Regions from separate parts of the Mus musculus genome. Here all the other regions are linked to region 7. A link is a contact called in public HiCAR-type, HiChIP or PLAC-seq and promoter capture Hi-C data. All regions are on one chromosome and are shown on one strand. Each heading gives the region's core, a stretch centred on a gene start, on an enhancer-like site or on the middle of the called end of the contact. The rest is flanking DNA. Distances are from core to core; before and after follow the strand shown.

Evidence for each region. Promoter capture Hi-C pulls out the DNA fragments that hold promoters and counts their contacts. HiCAR-type assays count read pairs that join an accessible place to other places. HiChIP or PLAC-seq counts read pairs in DNA pulled down with a chosen protein or histone mark.
Region 1: a promoter capture Hi-C map of the 3T3-L1 cell line shows a contact between it and region 7, with 2.5 times the contacts expected there. The contact joins the enhancer-like site here to the promoter of Lyplal1 in region 7. A contact is called at or near these places in 10 of 39 promoter capture datasets (the 3T3-L1 cell line, 3T3-L1-derived adipocytes, cranial neural crest and 5 more), 2 of 484 Hi-C or Micro-C datasets (muscle stem cells and nephron progenitors) and 2 of 9 other capture datasets (adipose tissue and pancreatic islet).
Region 2: a promoter capture Hi-C map of hippocampal neurons shows a contact between it and region 7, with 2.4 times the contacts expected there. The contact joins the enhancer-like site here to the promoter of Lyplal1 in region 7. A contact is called at or near these places in 11 of 39 promoter capture datasets (the 3T3-L1 cell line, 3T3-L1-derived adipocytes, cranial neural crest and 5 more) and 3 of 115 datasets of contacts at active chromatin or transcription factors (embryonic stem cells and stem cell-derived neural progenitor cells).
Region 3: an H3K27ac HiChIP or PLAC-seq map of stem cell-derived neural progenitor cells shows a contact between it and region 7, with 3 times the contacts expected there. The contact joins the enhancer-like site here to the promoter of Lyplal1 in region 7. A contact is called at or near these places in 11 of 39 promoter capture datasets (the 3T3-L1 cell line, cranial neural crest, frontonasal cranial neural crest and 6 more), 5 of 484 Hi-C or Micro-C datasets (the AtT-20 cell line, myocytes, nephron progenitors and 1 more), 12 of 115 datasets of contacts at active chromatin or transcription factors (SST interneurons, astrocytes, cardiomyocytes and 7 more) and 3 of 9 other capture datasets (adipose tissue, liver and pancreatic islet).
Region 4: a promoter capture Hi-C map of embryonic stem cells shows a contact between it and region 7, with 3 times the contacts expected there. The contact joins the enhancer-like site here to the promoter of Lyplal1 in region 7. A contact is called at or near these places in 8 of 39 promoter capture datasets (the 3T3-L1 cell line, cranial neural crest, embryonic stem cells and 3 more), 3 of 484 Hi-C or Micro-C datasets (embryonic stem cells and nephron progenitors) and 1 of 115 datasets of contacts at active chromatin or transcription factors (embryonic stem cells).
Region 5: a promoter capture Hi-C map of 3T3-L1-derived adipocytes shows a contact between it and region 7, with 5 times the contacts expected there. The contact joins the enhancer-like site here to the promoter of Lyplal1 in region 7. A contact is called at or near these places in 8 of 39 promoter capture datasets (the 3T3-L1 cell line, 3T3-L1-derived adipocytes, embryonic stem cells and 3 more), 1 of 115 datasets of contacts at active chromatin or transcription factors (stem cell-derived neural progenitor cells) and 1 of 9 other capture datasets (liver).
Region 6: a HiCAR-type map of astrocytes shows a contact between it and region 7, with 2.4 times the contacts expected there. The contact joins the enhancer-like site here to the promoter of Lyplal1 in region 7. A contact is called at or near these places in 7 of 39 promoter capture datasets (the 3T3-L1 cell line, cranial neural crest, hippocampal neurons and 3 more), 5 of 115 datasets of contacts at active chromatin or transcription factors (astrocytes, embryonic limb bud, embryonic stem cells and 1 more) and 2 of 9 other capture datasets (adipose tissue and liver).

The regions. Positions count from the first base shown.
Region 1 is chr1:185,740,874-185,743,830 of GRCm38.p6, forward strand. No RefSeq gene overlaps it. Among named protein-coding and RNA genes, the nearest start is that of Gm35023, 120 kb to the left of the region's middle. Within about 2 kb of position 1,413, at least 30 of the 459 cell types and tissues checked have an H3K27ac peak or open chromatin away from gene starts, as enhancers often do. A contact at or near this core is called in muscle stem cells and second pharyngeal arch cranial neural crest, where this site is marked.
Region 2 is chr1:186,432,077-186,434,864 of GRCm38.p6, forward strand. No RefSeq gene overlaps it. Among named protein-coding and RNA genes, the nearest start is that of Gm35341, 26 kb to the left of the region's middle. Within about 2 kb of position 1,450, at least 30 of the 459 cell types and tissues checked have an H3K27ac peak or open chromatin away from gene starts, as enhancers often do. A contact at or near this core is called in hippocampal neurons, where this site is marked.
Region 3 is chr1:185,680,446-185,683,426 of GRCm38.p6, forward strand. No RefSeq gene overlaps it. Among named protein-coding and RNA genes, the nearest start is that of Gm35023, 63 kb to the left of the region's middle. Within about 2 kb of position 1,621, at least 24 of the 459 cell types and tissues checked have an H3K27ac peak or open chromatin away from gene starts, as enhancers often do. A contact at or near this core is called in neural progenitor cells, neural stem cells and stem cell-derived neural progenitor cells, where this site is marked.
Region 4 is chr1:186,509,194-186,512,037 of GRCm38.p6, forward strand. A730004F24Rik (RIKEN cDNA A730004F24 gene) reads right to left here. Exons shown (of 2, transcript NR_131158.1): 2 at 2,645-2,844. Among named protein-coding and RNA genes, the nearest start is that of Gm35426, 24 kb to the left of the region's middle. Within about 2 kb of position 1,523, at least 6 of the 459 cell types and tissues checked have an H3K27ac peak or open chromatin away from gene starts, as enhancers often do. A contact at or near this core is called in embryonic stem cells, where this site is marked.
Region 5 is chr1:186,528,060-186,530,976 of GRCm38.p6, forward strand. All of the region lies in intron 1 of A730004F24Rik (RIKEN cDNA A730004F24 gene), which reads right to left. Among named protein-coding and RNA genes, the nearest start is that of A730004F24Rik, 29 kb to the right of the region's middle. Within about 2 kb of position 1,267, at least 2 of the 459 cell types and tissues checked have an H3K27ac peak or open chromatin away from gene starts, as enhancers often do. A contact at or near this core is called in 3T3-L1-derived adipocytes, where this site is marked.
Region 6 is chr1:186,626,304-186,629,055 of GRCm38.p6, forward strand. Tgfb2 (transforming growth factor, beta 2) reads right to left here. Exons shown (of 7, transcript NM_009367.4): 6 at 2,580-2,733. Among named protein-coding and RNA genes, the nearest start is that of Gm35546, 40 kb to the left of the region's middle. Within about 2 kb of position 1,483, at least 37 of the 459 cell types and tissues checked have an H3K27ac peak or open chromatin away from gene starts, as enhancers often do. A contact at or near this core is called in astrocytes, where this site is marked.
Region 7 is chr1:186,116,056-186,119,117 of GRCm38.p6, forward strand. It overlaps Lyplal1 (lysophospholipase-like 1), which reads right to left and starts at 1,255. Exons shown (of 5, transcript NM_146106.2): 1 at 1,102-1,255. The coding sequence starts at 1,195.

The sequences.
Region 1 (2,957 bases), core at 163-2,662, 380 kb before region 7:
AAAAGACAGTGGTGTGTCCCAGCATAGGATGAAACAACCACTCAGTGTCTATACACGTTACAGAAGGTGGGATGGCAAAGGAGTTACTTCCTTATTTTGCTAAAACAATTCAAATTTTATATGGCCAGAAAACAAAAAGAGTCATTGTTTTTTTTTTTCTTTTTCCACACAGCTCAGTTCTTTTATTTCTGGTAATTCTGGCATACTTTTTGATGATGATAATCTTAACAGCTGATCCCTTCCCAAATGCCACTGACTTAGGAGAGGGCATTCCCTTCTAGAAGGGGAGGCAAAAGAGCCTTGAGCGGAGACAGAGTTACCAGCGTTCCTTTGTCTCTAGCAGACACTCATTAGGATGGGTGCAGTCACTCAACAAGAGGGTTTTGAGGACCAACAGCAGCAGCTATAATAGGATTCTCCCTGTATTTGATCTCGCAACCCCCCAAGTCAGCTGCTAATTAGATGCCATATTTATCTTTTTCTCCTCTAAGTGCCTAGTAACACTCAGCTGCCCCCACAGAAGAACCCAATACAAACAACTTTTACCTAGTCTCCCCTGCCTCCTGGTCTCTTTCCAGACCTCCCTCATACAATTTTCTTAATTATATCTTCCAGCATCCCCAGCTGTCCCATTGAAGCAGCTGCCTCTAATCCTAAATAAATATTTCCTGTTCTCCTTAGAAACAATTGAACCTAGCCCATGCCAAGCCTTTGGCATCTGCGGGGCTCACTGGTGGCCGCGAGGCAGTTGCTCTTTACCCTTGGAAATTGAGCAGAGGCTAATTCTAGTCTATTCTCATTACAGCTCTTTGTCTTTGAATAAGGCTGCCTTGGTTGCTGTGCCTGCAACTTTTCAGTTATGCATACTCAGTTGACTCACTGAAATCGCTTGCAGGAACGGTTTGCCCTCTGGGCAGCATTAGAAACAGTCAGGACGAGTGCCAACCCGAGTGTGTGAGCGTGGATAAGCAGTGCTGTAGATTGGGCTTCCAGAGGCTGTGGAACTGGCTCTGGGAAGGCCGGTGCAGAGCTTGGCCTTTTCTCTGTCACCTCTGCCTCTCCCCTAGATGCTGATGGCAGAGCTGTTGTTTCTCTAACTTGGCTGTATTCTGGGATAGCTGGAACGTTTAGGACAGTGCTGTACCTGAGCAGACTTCTCCTTCAGATCTGATTTACTGGGATTGGGAGATGACTTTAGGATGTTTAAAAACTGAAGTGGCAACAACATGATCTCCTGATCTAAAAATACACTTCCAACCCAACATAGATAACCCCCACCTCTTTCTGGGTCTATTTATTTTAAAGGATTTATTTTATTTTTAATCGTGTGTGCTTGTGCATGCATGCAGAGGTGCAGGGCATGTACATGCAGGGGCCAGAGGCATCAGGTACCTCTGGAATTAGTGTTCCAGCTATGAATCTTCTGGCCTAGATGCTGGGAACTGAGCTCAGGTCCCTGTAGGGGCAGTGCTCACTTTTCACAGCCATTGTCTAGCTCCAAGGGCCTGCTTTCCCAGTCCTCTTGCTGTTCCTTCTGATTGACAGTGTGTTACTGTTCCATCAGTGTGACAAGAATACAGAGATAACAAACTCACAAAGATGAAAAATCTTATTTGGTTTCTGAGATTTCAATTTATGGTCATTTAGAATGGTCTGTTAGGCCCACAGTGACCAGGATGCAAAGCAAAGCAGGACAAGGCAAGGCTCTCGATGTCCCCTCCAAGGGCACATCTTCAATAATCTAGGTTTTATTGCCTAGGCATCATATCTTAAAGGCTCCATCACTTCCCAATAGTTCCACTGACAGAAGGTATAGTAGGAATTTATAATCCTAATACGTCTCTATAAAAGACACACAATCCAGGAATTTTATTTCCAAGCCACAGTCTAGCTTCTGCAAATCTAGGGCTATACTAACTTATTCCCCAGCTATAAAGCCCCTTGTTACTTGCTGTTTCTCCTGGCTGTGCAGTTCTGGTCCATGGTGGCTTCCTCCTCCACCAACTTCCTCTCTCCCTACCTGCAACATTCTTTTGAACTTCCAGTCCCACCTTACTCCTTACACTGTCCAATCACAAGTTCTAGACTTTTATTGATCAGTTAGATTGAGGAGAAGATTCACATAGCATCACTTGAGTACCCTTGAGTACCTGAGGAGGATCTACTCTTTGGGGGCAACCACATCTCAAGGAACCAGTATTTAGAATTAGAGTACAAGCAGCATCAGACCAACCCACTACAGAGGTCATCTAGGGAAGGGTATGGCAAGCAAGGTAAGTTTCCTGGAGATGGCCACACATTCTGTATGACTGCATCGGGTGCACTCAGGAGAGGCACAGCCCTGGATACCTCATTCCAGAATTGCTTCTTGCTGCTGACATGCCTTTCCTGTCACTATTACATAGCCTAATGAATTTTGGGCATCAGCTCATCCTATTGGGCAAATTTCCTGCTGATCAACATGAAGATGAATTTTTATTAGGTGAATTAATCATAGCATTCCTGCTTTGATTCAAATAATTTTAAGAAGAAAGTTTAATGAGATGGTTTTGTCAGAAAGATGTAACAAAGTTAGAATCAAGAATAGAATGTGCCCCTCCTCATAGAATAGTAAGTAAAGGCTGAATAATAAGGAATGCAATAAGCTTTCATAAGTTACACTAAGAAGAGAAATAAGCTGTGGTAGATCTGTGATCAAAGAAAAACATTTATTCTAGGTCAGATCCAAGGATGAAGCCACAGGTGTACACTATGACAAAGCAAGTCTATATATAACTGTTGCTTTGAACTTATAATGATCTTATAGAATGAAGTGCAGCTTTGACTTACTATTGACATCCTTCTGTAACTTCCCCTCTTATGTAACATTTTATGTGAGGTAAATTTATAAAGAACTTTTGTCAAAGGTATAAATTGCTAGAGAGAAGAAATAAAGTGTGGCATTTGGGGCTCAGGCC
Region 2 (2,788 bases), core at 200-2,699, 320 kb after region 7:
AGTCATCTGAAAATGAAATCAGCACTATCATAACTCCATCACCTTTCACTAACACCACCAGCTCTAGGGACCTTCAACACACGAGCCTTTCAGGGTGACACTTCTTATCTGAAATCATAACAGCTCCATTCCCATGATGCTCTACAGCACTGCTCCAATCACTTGGTGGAGATCGTTTAGGCTGTTAAGAGTCAAGGCCTGGTCACACTCCTTAACTATTTTAATAATAAATTATTTCCTTGCATTTCCACTTGGAATGGTTGAATTTGGGCTTCATTGTAGACTTAGCAAACATCTCGAGCGGGGTTTCAAATACCTTTCATCTTCTATAACTAAAGTATATTTAGTTAAGCGCTGCCCCACTTATTTTATTTAAAGCCCATATATGCTTTATAGGAAATGTTGCTCACATTTTTTTTATTCATTTACATGTGAAGTCATCAAAATACTGTTTTGGAGTTTTGAAAGCCGAGAAGACTTCACAAGCATTTTGTAAGCTGGTTTTTTTGTTTGTTTGTTTGTTTTGTTTCTTCTTCTTCTTCTTCTTCTTCTTCTTCTTCTTCTTCTTCTTTTCATTCTTCTTCTTGTTCTTCTTCTTCCTCCTCTTCCTCCTCTTCCTCCTCCTTTTCTTCTTCTTCCTCCTCCTCCTCCTCCTTCTTCTTCTCTTTCTTCTTCCTCTTCTCGTTCTTCTTCTTCTCGTTCTTCTTGTTGTTCTTCTTCTTCTTCCTCCTCTTCCTCTTCCTCTTCCTCCTCCTCCTCCTCCTCCTCTTCTTCTTCTTCTTCTTCGTCTTCTTCATCTTCTTCTTCAAAACAGGAAACTTCCCAGTGCCAAGAACAAACAAACTGGAAGCACAGGAGGCAAGAAGTTCTTGAAATCTCCCAAACACGAAAGGTTAAGAGGGTTCTAAGCTTAGCAGGTCACCTTTCCTCATCCTTGTCTTTAATGTGGTTGCTGGTTTCCCTTCAGGCCAACTCTGTAAAGCCCGGTGGAGATGCATGGCAAAGGGGCAAAAAGGGAGAGAAAATAAATAAGAAACAGAGGTAACCTTCAAGTCAGGCTTTGTTTCCCAGGCCTCTTTAAGTGAAGCTGGTGACATCAGACACCAGGACAAGGAGGGAGGCACCACTGTGTAATTATTCACAAGATTTGTGTATAAATCTGGCTCAAAGCCAAGCCTCCACAAAGCCTGTGGTCCTCAGCCCTTACCTTCAGCCATCGCCTTGCTAGTCACCTGCAGGCTGCTCATTATCCTGTTCTGAGCTCAGCCATAAATCACCAAGCCTTGCTGCCTCCCAAAGCCAAGAAGCAACCTCATCCTGTGCTTTGACTGCCAAAGGGGCTCTGCCCAGTTTTGATTCTGTTCGGGTCCCATGGATTCTTGCAGGGGCGTGTGTGGCAATGGCAGTGTGGGTGGGCAGAGCAGGGCTGTACCATACCACAGGCGAGCTGGGTTTTTGGCTCTCCAGATTGTCTCCCCCTCATCCTGGCAGATTGCTAAACCTGGTGCTTTGGTTCCCAGAGGCCGGCATCTCTGAAATTTAGGTCCACTTCCAAATCTTGCGAACAAAATGCAAAGCACTCCGGGCCCTGCTTTCTGAGGCTGTTGGCGCCAGAAAGCTATCTGCATTTTTTCCCTTTTACATCCTAATTCCGAATTTAGCTCTCTTTTTACATTTGGCCTTAGAATCCAAGGAAAGGGGAAGGGTAGATTCCAAAAAGGAACATTATTTAGCCCAAGTTAACCCACATTTAAAAAAAAAATCCTGAAATAATCAGGCTGGCATAGCTTTCACATGTGCACTGGCGGGAATTTCTAAGTCCTCCAACCGGGAAACTGAAAAGGGAATATTTTTTCCCATCAAAACCTGCACCCCAAAACAATTAACACTCAATTCTTTGTTTTTTTAATTAGAAGGCAAATCATTTATCTCTTCTTTTACATTGCCTCTGAGCCAGTGGAGAAAAAAAAAAGTCCACCACAGTTAAAATGATCAAATATGTATGTGGGATTTTCATTAGAAATTGAAGAGGCGTGGCTCATTGTGCTCAGTCCATTTGTTCAGGGTGCGTTCCACCTGTCACCACTTACAACAAGCCCCACCCACCTAGCACAAAGCAAAACAAAACAACCTGATTCTGTTATTTAAACCCTAACTTCTCAGAGAAGCTAAAGAGGCAGGATAATAGGATGCAATTATAATTGTTCTTTGTGGGTTTTGCAAACAAAGAATGCATTTTCCTTTCTCTCAGTGCTTGCAGGAAGCCAAGGCTAAGCTGGATGTTGCACTCATGTCAGGGAAACTGGAGGCTCTTTCCAAAGCTGTTTAAAATGCCTTGCAGGAGAGAGTTTCATTCCTTTTATTTTCCTTTAGTTCCTTCACTTTTAAGGGATCATAACCCTCTAGCAGGCCACTCATGCAGAGACATGCGGCAGAAGAGAGGGAAGGAAGAAAGAGAGGGAGGGAAGGAAGGAGGGAGGGAAGGAGGGAGGGAGGGAAGGAAGGAGGGAGGGAGGAAGGGAGTCTGGAGAGAGAGAAGATGGAGAAAGGGAGACAGGAAGAAAGAAGGAATGCAGAAAGAGCAGAAAGACAGGAAGGAGGAAAGAGGGGAAGAAAGAGAAATGAAGGAAGGGAAAAGAAAGAAAGGGGGAAGGAGAGAGAGGAAGGTAGGGAGAGGGAGAACACCTACAATTAATAGAATAGGAAGACAGGCCAGAGACCCTACACATGAGGCAGATAGCACAAGGAGGTATAAGCTGTGATTGGTTGAGCTAGGATCTGCATAGAA
Region 3 (2,981 bases), core at 371-2,870, 440 kb before region 7:
AGCCTCAGCTGTATAGTAAGTTTGGGGGTAGCCTAGGCTACATGGGGCCCGGTCGCAAAACCACTCCCAAATGTAATTGAACAGATCCACTGGTAAACATATCCGGTGCTCAGTCTGCCCCGACACCTTTGTCTTCTTTAAAAAATTATCATTCTTTTAAAAAAGACGTTGTTTATAAGAGAAACTGGAATGCTATAAAAATGAGTTTGTAATCCTCACTGGATTCCACTATGATGGGAAAAGCCCCATCACTGGGCATCCTCCACAGTCAGATATCTCCTTTCAGCAAAGCCTTGGTACTTGGCTCGGGAGACAGGAGACAGGAATGCTCTTTTGTTTGTCCTTACGGCTAATAGAGACTTGCTTAAAACATCATTAGTCACCGGGCTGGAGTATCTCTGAGCAACGCCTGCCACCCCTTGAGGGATGGCAGCCAGAAGGTGATCAGGGACTTCTGAATACTTCTAAGGAAATCTGAAATGCAGGGTCCTGAGGGTGGCCAGGTTCTCTGAAACACAGCAGGTCAGTTGAATATCCGGGAGGCACCAATGTCAAAACCAGCTGCCACTTGGATATATCTGTAAATTCTTCTTAGTGCTAAGCAAATGAGAAATTATAGCAGGACTTAGGCATGGGCAGAAGTTAAAAAATCAGGACTCCAGGAAATGGCTTAGGGGTTAAGAGTGCTTATTGCTCTTGCAGAGGACCTGGGGTTCAGTTCCCAGCACCCATAAATAGTCGAATTACAACCTATGTTCGCTCCAGCTCCAGAGGGATCATAGGCCCCTTATGACAGGTGCACATAAGCTTACACACCTGCACCCACTGGTACACAAAGTCACCCACACTACACCTATATGTGCACACAAGAGTGTACACGTGTATGCAAGCGAATGCACTTGCGCGCGCACACATGCACACACATACACACACACACACACACACAAACACACTAACTACACAGTGAGTTCAAATTCATGACCAACTTACAGCGTGAAACCTTCCTTCCAAACTAAACGATCCACAAATGACTGGGAATATATTCATTGTCAGATATATTCAGGGCTCAGTTTGCTTTATTTTTTTGTTTGCTGTGTCTTTTAGATTCTATGGGATTCTCCCCTCCCCGCTCTCTTTTTTTGTCTTTAAGAAGAGAGAAAGGAGAGAATCGAAGAATCACCAAGGCAACTTTCTCCTGCAGCTCTGACTTCTCCCGGCTTTGTCTCCAAATTTTGAGCCAGCCTGGGTGAATGAATGTGAATTTTATCCCTGAAAACAGAGACCAGCTGTCTGATGCCGGCTTCTCTTGCCTGTTTGATTGGCAAGGCTTTCTGTCTCGCTTCCATTAGAGAAGAAATACTGTTTAGATTTCGACACGAGATATCGCCGGCGGAATAAACAGTGCCGTTCTCATGATAAAGTAGATGTTTAAGAAGGAAGGTTTATTTAAACCTTCTAGTGAACCACATTCCACTTGAATTCCGAGACACTCCTACAGGAAACAACTTTTATCAACTTAATTTTGCTATTTTCCAAGCCTGTTGTACACCCAGCAGCACAGTGTATGCCTTGGTAGCCGGGTAACCTTTATAACTAGAGGCTGAAAAGAGGTGCGCTCAGAGAAAAGGCCGAGTACTGGAGGTGAACGGCAGGGGGCGCTCGAAGACTAGGCACTGCGGGAAGGCTAAGGGCCTGCTAAACCAACTTTTAAAAATTTATTAATTCTTTGAGAATTTTATAGAATACATATTGATTATATTCACTCACCATTCTTCCTTTAACTCATCCCAGATTCACCAACCTCCATAATGCCACCCCTCACCCAACTTTATGTCTGTTTCTGTTTCTTTTTAAAAATATCTCAATCCCCATTTGTGCTATTCATACAAACCCGAATGAGGGGCCATCCCCTGTATCCCAGTCCTTTTCTTCCTCCTCTTAAAATGTAGGAAAGGAAAAATGACAGAGCCGCAGCCAGAGAACACAGGACGCCAGAGCACCAGAGACATGCAGCTGAGGAACCGAGTTTTAAAATTGCTCTTTCTTTCAGAGAACTCAAGGAACTTAGACCACATACTGTTATTTTCCACGCCAGTCATTCCACAGCTGTCCTGGCAAACATCCCCTTCTCTTCAGCAGCCTCCTAACTTTCATCCCACCCTAAAGTTCAATTTGGGCCCTGGGCTGCCCCAGCCGGGGAGATACTGTGTAGCATTCAGATCTGAGTGATCATTAAGCCTGAATACTCTAAGCAACAAGACTCAGGTGATTGTAAGCCTCTGGCTGTTCTTTATAACTAGACTTCTGAGTTCAAAAAAATATGTCTGTTAGCATATTCAAGGAACTCCCAGGCTGGGGAGATGATGTAGTTCAAACTTGTGCAGTCCCAGCGTTGTTCCTTCCTGGGAAGTACAGACAGGAGGATCGCTGATGCTCAAAGGCCAGCTTGCCTGGGGAGGCTCTGTCCCAGATGCTTAGAACATAAGAATCAACACCAGCTTGGTTGTCCTCTGACCTTCCCTTTTGTGATGGGCACACATGTGCTCACATTCACACGGGTGAATGAACATGCATAGTCGTGCATACACACACACACACACACACACACACACACGCACACGCACACGCACATGCACACTCGCGCACACACACACACACACACACACACACGCACGCACGCACACACGCTCTCACACACACAGAGCACACACAGAAAGGATGCTCTCTTGTAGAGTAACCAGAGTTCTGGCTGAATCAGTGGAGGATTTAGAACAAAACTCGTAGTTGGCCTAGGACCAGCCAGAGTCAAGCTCCCGGGCCTCCCAGGTGGTGTGGCCAGTCACTCCTGAGAGGGTAGAAGAAGACAGGGATGCCCTGGTGTTGGGATTCAGAGATGTGCACTGAGGAGCTCTGCTTTCCCATTTATTGTTTAATCTCCCAGGCATGTGTTTCTTCATTTGTAGGGTGGCAATTCTTATATT
Region 4 (2,844 bases), core at 273-2,772, 390 kb after region 7:
CTGACTCTCAGGTTGTCTTTTGATTCCACATACCGGCCCCAGCACAGAGGTAATCACACATACAGACACCACATGCAGCCATAGCACAGAGGCACTCAGACACAAAAACAAACACACAGAGATGTTTGATGCTAAACTCATGGCTTAAGTCATTCAGGGCCATGAAAGCAAAGCTCTCCTCAGGGCTGGAGAGCTGGCTCACAGGTTAAGAGCATCTGCTGCTGGTCTTCCAGAGGATCCGGGTTTAATTTCCAGCATCCATATGGTGGCTCACGACCACCTGTAACTCCAGTTCCAAGGGATCTGGTGCCCTCTTCTGGCCCTTCTGGCCTCTATGGACATCAGGTATGCATGCAGTACACAGACAGACATACAAACAAAACAACACCCACATACATAAATTAAACATAATATATATTTTTAAACGCCTCCTGGGACTGTCTAGTTTCCTAACCGCCACCCTCCCTCCCGAAACCCCCCACTCTGCTCCACCCCTCACCCCTCACACCTACTGTTCCTATGACAACAATATCAAAGCCCATGCACTCCCAGCAAGCCCTCAACCACTGAGTGTGATTCCAAACTCAGGACTACGTCATTCGGGTTCTTCTAGTAGTTGTGCCTTGGAGTTATTTTATTCATAAAATTGTAATATAACTTTGATAAGAATGATATCACCAACAAAAAAATTAATTTAGAAAACACAATTCTTTGTGATAGTCACCATCCCACAGAGAAATATAATATACCTTGGTGTTGTTTCAGATCAACCTTTATAAAGCTCTGAAAATTGAGAATTTTCTTCCTAGGAGTCTGGTTTATTTATTGATATAACTACTCATACAGATTGATATTACTTTGTTTTATTGGTTTGATTTATTCTTTTTTCCCCTTAAGTTGATTTACTCTCTCTCTCTCTCTCTCTCTCTCTCTCTCTCTCTCTCTCTCTCTCTCTCTCTCTTTCTCTCTCTCTCTCTCCCCCTCCCTCTCTCTCCCTGGATTGGCAGCATTCACCGTTACCAATGAAACATCTCTCTAGCCCTGGTTTGGTTTATTTTTTCGTTGTTGTTTTTTGGTTTTTATTTTTATATAAATGATATTTTCCAGTATAGTGCATGGCTGTTGACCATACATGAAACCATCAATATTTATAACTATCATGTATCTCTGATGAGCTCTTAGGAACCTAATAGGTTTGGTTTTTTTTTTTTAATTAATTCTCTTGGAGTGGTAGCATGTGAAGTCAAGTTGTCTCCCAGGCTCCATGCTTCATCATCTGCAGTGAGAAAGCACCCAATTATTGTCTTATTGATTAGTGCTCTGCATAGCACTGGAGTGTTCTGAAGATAATTAAGACTCACACTTACTTTAAATAGCCAAAGAACTGTCATGTGATTCCCCCATCTGAACTGTGTGGGTGATGGAATGCATATGCAGCCCCCAGCAATGCAGCTTCCTGCATAGACATAGACACAGCCGCATAGCAAGGCCTTCAAGGGCACTTCCTTCACACAAATGGCCAGGGCAGCTGGAGATCATTTTCATGCAAATCTTCAAGAGCTTTGGTATTCCTAGTCCACTTTGTGCAGGCATTAGAAGAATGAAAATGAAGGTTGAACCGACCTTCATGAGTTCTTCCTTCTGACTGACATCCATTTGCATGTGCTTGTCTAGAACCAATTCATTACTTGCCCTAGTCAAACATAATTAGAACAGACTAACTGGAAAGGATGCCCACTGTCTCCAAGGACCAAGCACATCTACCTTAAACACCCAGTGCTGTAGAGAAAAGAGCTCTTTTCCCCTGAGGTTAGTCTGACACAGTGGTGATGGGCTTGGGCCGCTCCAGATGGGAAAACTGAGATGTTTCATTTAATATTGATGTGCTTTTAGACAATATCCTCCTATTGTTAACATTGGGTCCATGTTACACACTAGAAAGCTTTATGGCTCTGTCATATGAATGTGTGCTGTTTAAGGGAATAGCTTAAATACTTGGCTTTATGGTGGTCTCAAGGATAACTTTGCAGCCCTAAGGGCTGAGCCTCTTCCTCAAGATTCAACATGGTCTCTAGAGCCTTAGGATTCAAATCTCCGTTTCTGGGATCTTAGAGGGGGTTGCGGTGGAGATAAGAGTGAGAGTTGGTGTAATTAAAAGTGAAGTAGAGCAGGAATATTATTTAGGTCAAGTTCTCTGAAACTGCCACCCAATCCTTCCAGCTACATCCATTGACCAAAGCCCAGCCCCACCACACTGTAATGGCTTGAACCTGAAATGTCCACTATAGACTCATGGTTTTGACACTTAATTCTTGGCTGGTGGTGGTATTTGAGATGGTCAAGAAACTTTGATTTTCCGTATCTAGTCAGAGGAGGTTAGTCAGTGAAGGTGGGTTCCTGGGAGTGGCCACTTCTCACACTGCTTCCCAGCCATCCAAGATGTATACTAAACTGCCCTATCGTGGCTTCCCCACCAAGATGAACTGAATCCTCCAAAGTTTGAGACAATCAATCTTCCTGTAAGTTGCTACTATTGGGCATTCCATCACAGAAGTGCAAGCAACTCGAGTGTCTTAAGTGCAGAGGACATTGGGAAGAGGAATCCTAGTTAACTGAAAAGCAGATTTCTAATTGAGAAAATCTAAGTCATGGATATGGGTTTACTTTTAAAATGAGCATAATGATAGTGACAATTTCAAAGCTTTTGTAATGGTTAATTGACATTACTAATATCTTACATAGTAGTTGTTTTCATTTCATTTCCAGATAGCATTGCTAAAGTACTCTAACAAAACCAACTTTGAGAAAGAAAGTCTTGGTTGGCCTCACAGTTTCAGGTGACAG
Region 5 (2,917 bases), core at 17-2,516, 410 kb after region 7:
AGTTAGCTTATTCCGGCAAATTCAACATAGACAATGTTTGCTGATGGTAGCCATTGATGTAAACCCTTCTATGTCTTCTAAATACAATATGTAGGCCCCAAGGAGCTATCAACAGCTATAGTATTCTTTCCACATAGTTTTGTTTGCCTCGGTAGCAACACTATGCTGGGGTATGGCTTTAGTGGCCCTTGAACTGGTTCCTGAGCTCTTACAAATGCCCATGGCCACAGATCTACAGGGAGACTTTAAACTAAAGGGAGGCACATGGCACAACAAGACCATTGAGAATTGTCCCACATAATCTTCCTGTATTTGAAAAACAGCCATACCAAAAAAAAAAAAAAAAGGAAAAGAAAAAGAAAAAGAAAAAAAAGGAAAGAAAAGAAAAGAAACTTCAGCTCATGAGTTGGCAGAGAATTGTGGGGAAAGTTTTGGATGGAAGGAAAGCCAGTGAATGTTGGTTTTTTGGCCCTGCCTTTTCATAAAAGGCAAACATGACTCTTCCTTTAGTGAAGTATGGCTGGGCAATGCTTAGAGAACTCCCCAGCCCGCCGCAGCTCTAGTCAGCTTATCTAAACCAGGTTTGGATGATCTGAGGTTTTCTGGGTTCTCCAGTGGGTCTGGGAGATGTTAGGCAGACAGACAAGATTCCAAGGCTCCTATTTCTTGTCAGCAATGTGGCGCTCACACATACCAGCTAATAGAAGCTTACGACCCAGAATTAATTTGGAAAAGAAAGAATGACCTGCCAGAATTCTTTAACCTAAAAAACAGGACGGCAATTTAGTCTGGCTTTGCATTTTCAGCAAAGTTTCCTATCACCTCTTGCCTCGGGACTTGCGGACTTGAGGGAGTCTAGTTTTAATGAAGACAATTTCAGAGGTCTGGGTAGATAGTGAAGGACCAGTGGACACACTGACCCTGGAGGAGTGAGAGGGTCCCACGGATACCAAGGAGGGGTCAGATGAATCACTTCCTGTAGCAGCAGGTTTCCATCTAAAAATAGGCAGTTCCTCCCGAGTTATACTTTTCTGTGGAAAAGGAAAAACTGAAAAGAACAGGCTAGAGTGTTTTTAATATATTTTTGTCCATGTCGAAAGGTTTAACTACCAGAGAGCATGCCTGGCTCTAGCCATTTGCCTCTCCTTCTCTGAACTACGGCGTCTGCCAGAACTCTGACTTTGAGGATTGACAAATGTCGCTCTTGGAGTTTCTTTATACTCATATTAAGGGAACAAGGGTGGAAATCTGCTTAAAGAGATGGGGCTCCCGCAATACACAGCTTCAACTTTGTGCCTTGCTGATGAACAATGCGTGACCTTGTATTTGGTAACTGTGAAATTGGTTAACTTTTAAATTGTATTACAACAACTTACTAATTCAGTAGCTAAGGTTCTGAGAAGAAGCCTGAATTTATTTTTGTATTCTGAAATAACAGATTTAAAGCCAACGGTTACGTTAATTCCCAATTTAGATCCTTACAAAATAGTTTAGCTCTAATAACAAATTAGGGCATAAAATTTGGATAAAATTGTGGTTGCTTATCCTCCCAAATTTAAATACAAGGTACAGTGACTTACATTATTTAACAATAACGGTTAAATGTGACTTGGGGGCTGGAGAGAGAGAGCAAGGCTGGTAAACTGTTTGCCTTGCAAGTTCGAGGACCTTGATGCAAGGCCCAGAAGTCAGGTCTAAAAGGCTGTATATGCAGACACACCCTTCTAAGCCCAGCAGCGGGGAGACCAAGGCAGTCGATGCTGATATTCACGTGGTTGCTAACTTAGCTGACTTGGCGATTTCCAGGTCAGTGATAGACTGTCTCAAAAACCGGACAGACTGTGTCTAAAGAACAGTAGCTAAGGCAATCTTCTAGTCTCTACACACACATGACCCCTTCACCACACACACACACACACACACACACACACACACACACGCACACGCACGCAAAATGTAACTTCTGCTGAAGTGCTGATTAGCTGGCTTATTTGTTTTTATTGTTTTTAGATTATAATGTAATTAACAATATTTCTCCCACTCCTTCAGTCCTTACAAGCCTTCCCATGAACTTTTTTCTTACCTCCTTTTTCACTTAATGTTATTACATGACTAAGTGTGTATGTATATAATATGTATATACTACTAAATATCTGTTCAGTCCATACAATGTTATTGTATGTATGTTTTCAGGTCTGACCTTTTGGCATTGGATAACCAATTGGTGTGCTCTTCCCAAGGGTAGACTATCTCTCCCATTCCCAGCATTCCTTGGTTGTAGTCCTTCGAGTAGGGCTGACTCATAGACTTCTCTGTTTGCTTTGGCACATTCATTGATGTCATCCATGTTCAACTCATAGCTGAGCAGTCAGGTTGATAAGACTTCAGGGGTGTATCTTCAGACATTACTAGAAAACAAAATCTCACAGCAAACTCCCTGACCCTCAGGCTCTCTCAATCTTTCTTTTCCTCCTTCTGAAGTGTTTCCTGAACTTCTGCTGAAGTAGCTGCTTTGCATGTATCTGTTGGGACTGGGCTCCACGGCTCTGCATTCCGATTAATTGTGGTTTTCTGTAAAGGTCTCCATCTGTTGCAAAGAGAAGTTTTCTTGGTCAGAGGGTGAAGATTATACTTACCTGCTTGGATTGTAGTTAGGAGTTATGCTGGTCTAGTAAGATAATGGTGTGGGTTTGCCTCCAAGGTCCATGATTTTGCTGACCCTGAGTAGTTAGCTAGATTTCCAGTAGCAGGCATGGTTTCCCGCTTGTTGGAGCAGGCCTTAAGTTCAATTAGAGCTATCAGTTACAACTAGGGTATGAATCCACTACTGCACCCTTGAGGTTAAGTGCTATGCTGGTCTCTGATGCAGTTCATAGGCATCATATCTGGGTAAGATTTTTGGTTACCTCTTTCTTAA
Region 6 (2,752 bases), core at 233-2,732, 510 kb after region 7:
ATAGGGTTGCAGATCCCTTTAGCTCCTTGGGTATTTTCTCTAGCTCCTCCATTGGGGGCCCTGTGATCCATCCAATAGCTGACTGTGAGCATCCACTTATGTGGTTGTTGTTGTTTCTTACCAATAAATTATGGTCAGATTGGCTTGTGGCCTTAGCAACAGCAAGTTTAGAATTTTCCCACAAGTTGACTTTGGTTCTTTGTGTATGTATTAAACAAATGACTCCATCAAAAAAAAGATTGGACCAAACTGTTCAGGTAGCAGATTTTTCTAATTTTTTCCCACTAAGTCTACTGGCCTTTGTTACATAAAGGCCTCAGGCTTCCTGCTATTTTTTTTTTCCTATATAAATTCGGAATCAAAGTTTGCATGGATACCCATTTCACATCGCCACATCAATTCAGAGCTTCTGGGACTCAGGGACTCTGCTCACTTTGTCTATGCCCTGTAAGTCCAGGAAGTCTCATCTGGATGGTCAACGATAGAGGATTTTCCATTGAAATCCACATAAGAACTGTTATCTGCCCCAAGGTATAGAAAGCATACCTGCCTGCAGCAGGATATCTGTCAGTCACATGTCGTCAGCCACATGTCTTCACGGGCCAATGAAATGCAACTTACATTTTCATTTAAAACAATCTGTTTTCTTACCATGACTGCATAATTACTGGGATGCTAAGAGTGGAGAAAAAAGCAACCTGAAAGCCACAGGCATTCTTCGTTTTGTTTCACTTTGATGCAGCCCTTACCTTGGTTGCCTACACTATATCACAAATCAGGCTGACCTTGAACTCACTATATAGCCCAGGTTGGCCATAAATTCCCAATCCTCCTGTCTCAGCCTCTTGAGTTTTAGAATTTCAGGTGTGCATCATCATGATCACCCTTCCCCCAAACCACTAACTTCTGGTCCCAGTTGCTCAACTTTCCTACAGGTCACTTAAAGCAATCATAGTACCCGACCCTCTGTTACCATTCCTCACGCCACATGGGGAGTGACTAAGTTCAAGAACTAAATAGCAAGTCCTAAGGCAGAAGAGAAAGTGTTGCATGTGGTTCTGCAGCTTTATCCCCTTCTCCATCACAGAGGTGCATGACTCTTACTGATGGAAGTGTGTAGGTCACCCAGTGGTGACAGAGACATTTCCAAGGATGCCATTAATGTGCTAGTCAAACAAGTGACCTTTTCCTCGAGATTCCCTGGGATGTTTTCAACCAAGGACAAGAGGCCTGTTGAGCACAGCAACACTGCCTACTTTATTAGGCTACCCCTGGCTTCTTGGGGATCTATCCAAACCACATATTTGTGACCATGACAGTTATTCTTCCTTCTCCTTGAAAAACAAGCCAGGTCTCAGCCTGCATACACTCTCTCTGTATGTCAGGGAGGAGAATTACGCTTCGACTTGGCAACCAGGTCCTGCCTGCGTTACAACTACTGCTGCTGCGGTCCAGATGAATCAGGCTGGCCAGAGAGCTTAGACAAAGGGACAGGCATGAGCCAGCTTCCCTCACATGGCCAAGCACGTGGTCACCCCCGAGTGCCAAGCCTACAGGGGCACTGGGAAAGGGACTGGAGGAGGGGAAGCCATGTTTGTCCACTTCAATTCCAGTCCAGGCAGGCATTTATAAATAAACAGGCCTCATATTTACTAATACATAATCTTTCATATGCAGAAAGGAGCCATTTTTGTAACATAGATTGTCTAAAATAATTGATAACCCCTAACTCTTGAATATAGCCCAATGTGATCTCTCTGGCAGCAGATTCATTTTCCTACCCTGCAGTGAAAGCAATGTTCCTAATGCCTCTTTAATAAGGAGATTTACAGAAGCATAAAGAGCAGAGCAGAAACCTCTACTCGCAGCCACATTTTAGGAATTAAGCTCAGAGAGATGGAGTGACAGGAACTGGGTTATAAAGCAAACAGGGCTGCAGTCCAAGGTCTGTGTCACCGCAGATTTGTTTTTATCTGGGGTTAGGCAGTCACAGCATCTATATCCTGATTCCGTTGTCTATAGAGAAATTCTGTTTGAACAAGATTGTTTCTGAAGTCCTTCCCATCTTTAAATTCTACACCATGAGCCACAGAGAGGAATCTCATGGAATAATGTATATATTAGATATATTAGTATACAGAAAAAGTTTGTGTTCTCTGGGCTGGGGAAACATGGCATCTGATGTTGAATTTCTTGCTGAGTTAGCCCTTTGTCCTCATTAAAGTAACGTGATAAAATACTTAGCTATATCTTCACTTTGAGTCCTAGTCAGAAAGATTTAGAGAGACAAATGTCATAGCACATGCCTGTAATCCCAACACTTGAGAAACACAAGCAAGAGGATTGCCATAAATTCAAGGCCAGTTGGTCTATATAGTAAGCTCCAGGACAGCCATGGCTACACAATTGGATACTGTGCCAAAAGGAAAAAAAGTAGCAAGCAACAACCAAAAAAAGATATTTATCTTAAATATACAGTTTGCATTTTACAGCAACTGTTGAGTTTGGCATCATCATCATCATGGCCATCATCACTGACTTAGGCAAGAGTAGGAGAAACCAACACTCCAGATACTTACTTTGGTGTGTTGAGTGTCTGAACTCCATAGATATGGGCATGCCCCAGCACAGAAGTTAGCATTGTACCCTTTGGGTTCATGGATCCATTTCCATCCAAGATCCCTCTTAAAATCAATGTAAAGAGGGCGAAGGCAGCAATTATCCTGCACATTTCTGTTCAAAGAAAAAGCAG
Region 7 (3,062 bases), core at 5-2,504:
AGGCCTTTCCCTTTACACAACTTTTATTACTCTATTTCTAGAATGATACACCATAGTTGAGGGTTTCCCTCCCCCTCCCCCCAGAATATTAATTCCAAGTCAGACATTTGGATTCAAACCCAGCCTCACTACTCCTTAAGCAACAGCAAGAAAGCGTTTCTAGTCCCGTTTTGTTTTTTTTTTGTTTTGTTTTTTTTTTTCAAAATGGAGGGAACACTCCAATCCCGTCGTGTTCTAGTCCCCTAAGCCTACACAGGCCTCAGCATAACGCAGTGCTCCTGAAAAGCTCTGACAAGCCCTTCATTCACAATGTCCAACCCCATTTTTTTTTCTTTCCTTACTATTCTCTTGGCAGTAGCCCATGCACCATCTTGTGATCTCCTATCCACTGCTGACTCAAATTAATTGAATTGTTTTTGTTTTTAAATTTAGGTAGGCCCCTTGAGGACACCGCCTGGATCTCATTTCTTAAATTAAAAAAAAAAAAAAAATTTTTTTTTTTTCCTTTCCTGAGAACTTACCCCGGGCCAACCAAGCACAGTGAGCAAGGATTAAGTCGGTGATTCTTGTGTTTTCCTCTAAGGGTGCTCCCTAAATGAAGCGGACTTTATACTTACCTCGAAGGTTTTACAAGAGGGCATAGGGGAAACCAGGGTGGTGGACCATCAAAAAAGACAGGTGGGAGGCGCAGGGGAAACCCGCTGGTGGTGCTAAGCATACACTTACACAGTGTAAATATGATCCAAAAACGTCTCTATGACACCGGCAAGGCAGACAACAGCTTAGGACCTGCAATAGGGGTGTGTGGTGGGGTATGTATGTCAGATCACTGCTGGTCGACCCTGAAACAGTGGTTAATCCACGTGCCTGGAGACTTACACCGATATGGTGCTATGACTGAACTTGGGGTTAGGTAAGGACTGCCGTTCGACCATGCTGTGGGTGCACGGGTCAAGCACACCAGCGAAGGAAGGAAGAGGATGAAGATGAGTGCTATACAGAAAGAGGAGCCCTCGGGCGACCCTGGGCGCTGGGGGACCGAGAAGAGGGTGCTTCCCCTACTGTAGCGAGCGGGTCGGAGACCACGAGACTGTAATGCACCTGAGCCGTGCAGGAAGATCAGCGAGGCACTGTGTCTCCCGGTCGGGGACACCACACAACGCGGCAGGTGAACAGCGCTGGGCACAGCAGCCATGGCGGAGGAGAGATGGCAAGGCGCGCGGCCACGTCCCTAGCGTCACGGGGCCGCGCGCGCAGGCAAGCAGCACCAGCATGGGTGTGCGCATGCGCCGTGCCTGGCGCCCCGCCCCTAAATCTGACGAAGGAGTGCTCAGCTCTGGATTCTGCTGAGGAATGCTTTCCTTAGGTCAGGTTCCTCCATTGTAATGACTGAGAATAAACTTTAGTCCCGAGAATTTGCTGCAGGTTTTAAACTGCAGTTCTAAAGCTCAGGATCACCCAGTTTGGGAAATATTACTGTCTTTAAATTTTTACAGATATAACCATATTTTATATAACCATCCGCTTTGGGGCTTGCACCAGATGTTCGTAGCTTTTTGCACACAGGGTGACCCAGCCATATAATAATTTCTTTTGTATGTGTGTGTGTCTTTGTCTTTTTTCTAATAGTTAACAGATAGATCTAATTTAATGAGCTAGGACTTCACATTCTTTGGCATGGCTGTTAGCAAAACTGTGGGCAATGATTAGTGGAAATGATTACAAGCTGGAGATGGTTGTGCGTGGCTGATGGCAGCAGGAAGTAACATGAAAATAAGTGTGGGATTAAATGACCCACAACTTCAATTTCTGGATACATCCCCTTCCTAAAAAGAACAAATCAGGCACTTAGATAGAGGCTCCTACATCACTATCTGCGGTGGTATTTACAGACCGCAAAGGATAAAACAACCCCCATGCCATCTCCACGCGGATGGACAGGATACATGGTATGCGTGTACCAGTAAGTACCGTCACTGCTAACAAAGACAGAATTCCCATCCCAGTACAAAATAGACTAGCTTGTGTTGTAATCATAAAAAGATAAAGAGCTATAACAATATGTTCTGGCAGGGTGTGGGGGAAGGATATGTCTCAGCGGGCCCATGCCAAGGCAGTCCTTTCCCCTGTATAGAACAGAGCTTATTCAGGGCATGGGGAGAGGAGTTAAGAGTGTAGAAGAGGCAGAGAGAGGCAGGGAGTAGAGAAGCAGAGGCCCGCCATGAGCACGTGTAGAGAGGGGTGAGGGGAATGGGGCAAGAGGCAAGGGAGAGAGAAGCAGAAGTAAGAGAACACGAGAGGCAGGAGAGGGAGAAGGGGCCAAGCAGCCCCTTTTGTAGTGAGTCGGCCTACCTGGCTATTGCCAGGTAACTGTGGGGATGGAATCCATACAGAATACCAATAGCTTTGAAAACACTGTGTTGGTTAAAAGAGACAGATAGAAAAGGAGAAACTAACTGACTCCATCCAGACAGGCAGTAAAAGAAGGCTTTCCTTACAAGGGCCAACTCACTATAAAAGCCACAACAGGAAGGTAATAGGGACTGGAGTCCTACCTGCAGGCTAGGCTTGGCTTCTTACCTGGAACTTGACCCTTCCTAGAGTCACAATCACTGTTAGACAGGGCCAGACTGTTCTGAATCTAAGCACTGCTCCTTCATCTTTCCATGACTTGAAAGCTATGGTTGCTTTCATCTACAGTTACAGAACAAACATCTCTGTCCCTGGAGTTAGAGATGCCATCTGGTAGGCACACTGTTGGGGCTGTGCTTCTTTCCGGTCCTATCATACTTTGAAATGTAATTAGGTTGCAGGCTGTCTGGCAGCCCCTTTTAAGACCGATCTTTTGCTCTGTTACATTGGCAGTGGGAATATCCAAGGAGGATTTTCACTGTTACATTCTTTCCCTCTTCCTACAACTTCTTGTTTCTTTGTTGCTGCTCATATGTTTTTAGCCAGTCTGTCCAATCACCCTGTTTGATAACATCAGTGATAGACCAAAACAGTCAGCATAGAGCACACAACTAAAGCAAAGAAAAGAAATAAGAAAAACAGTCTTCCAT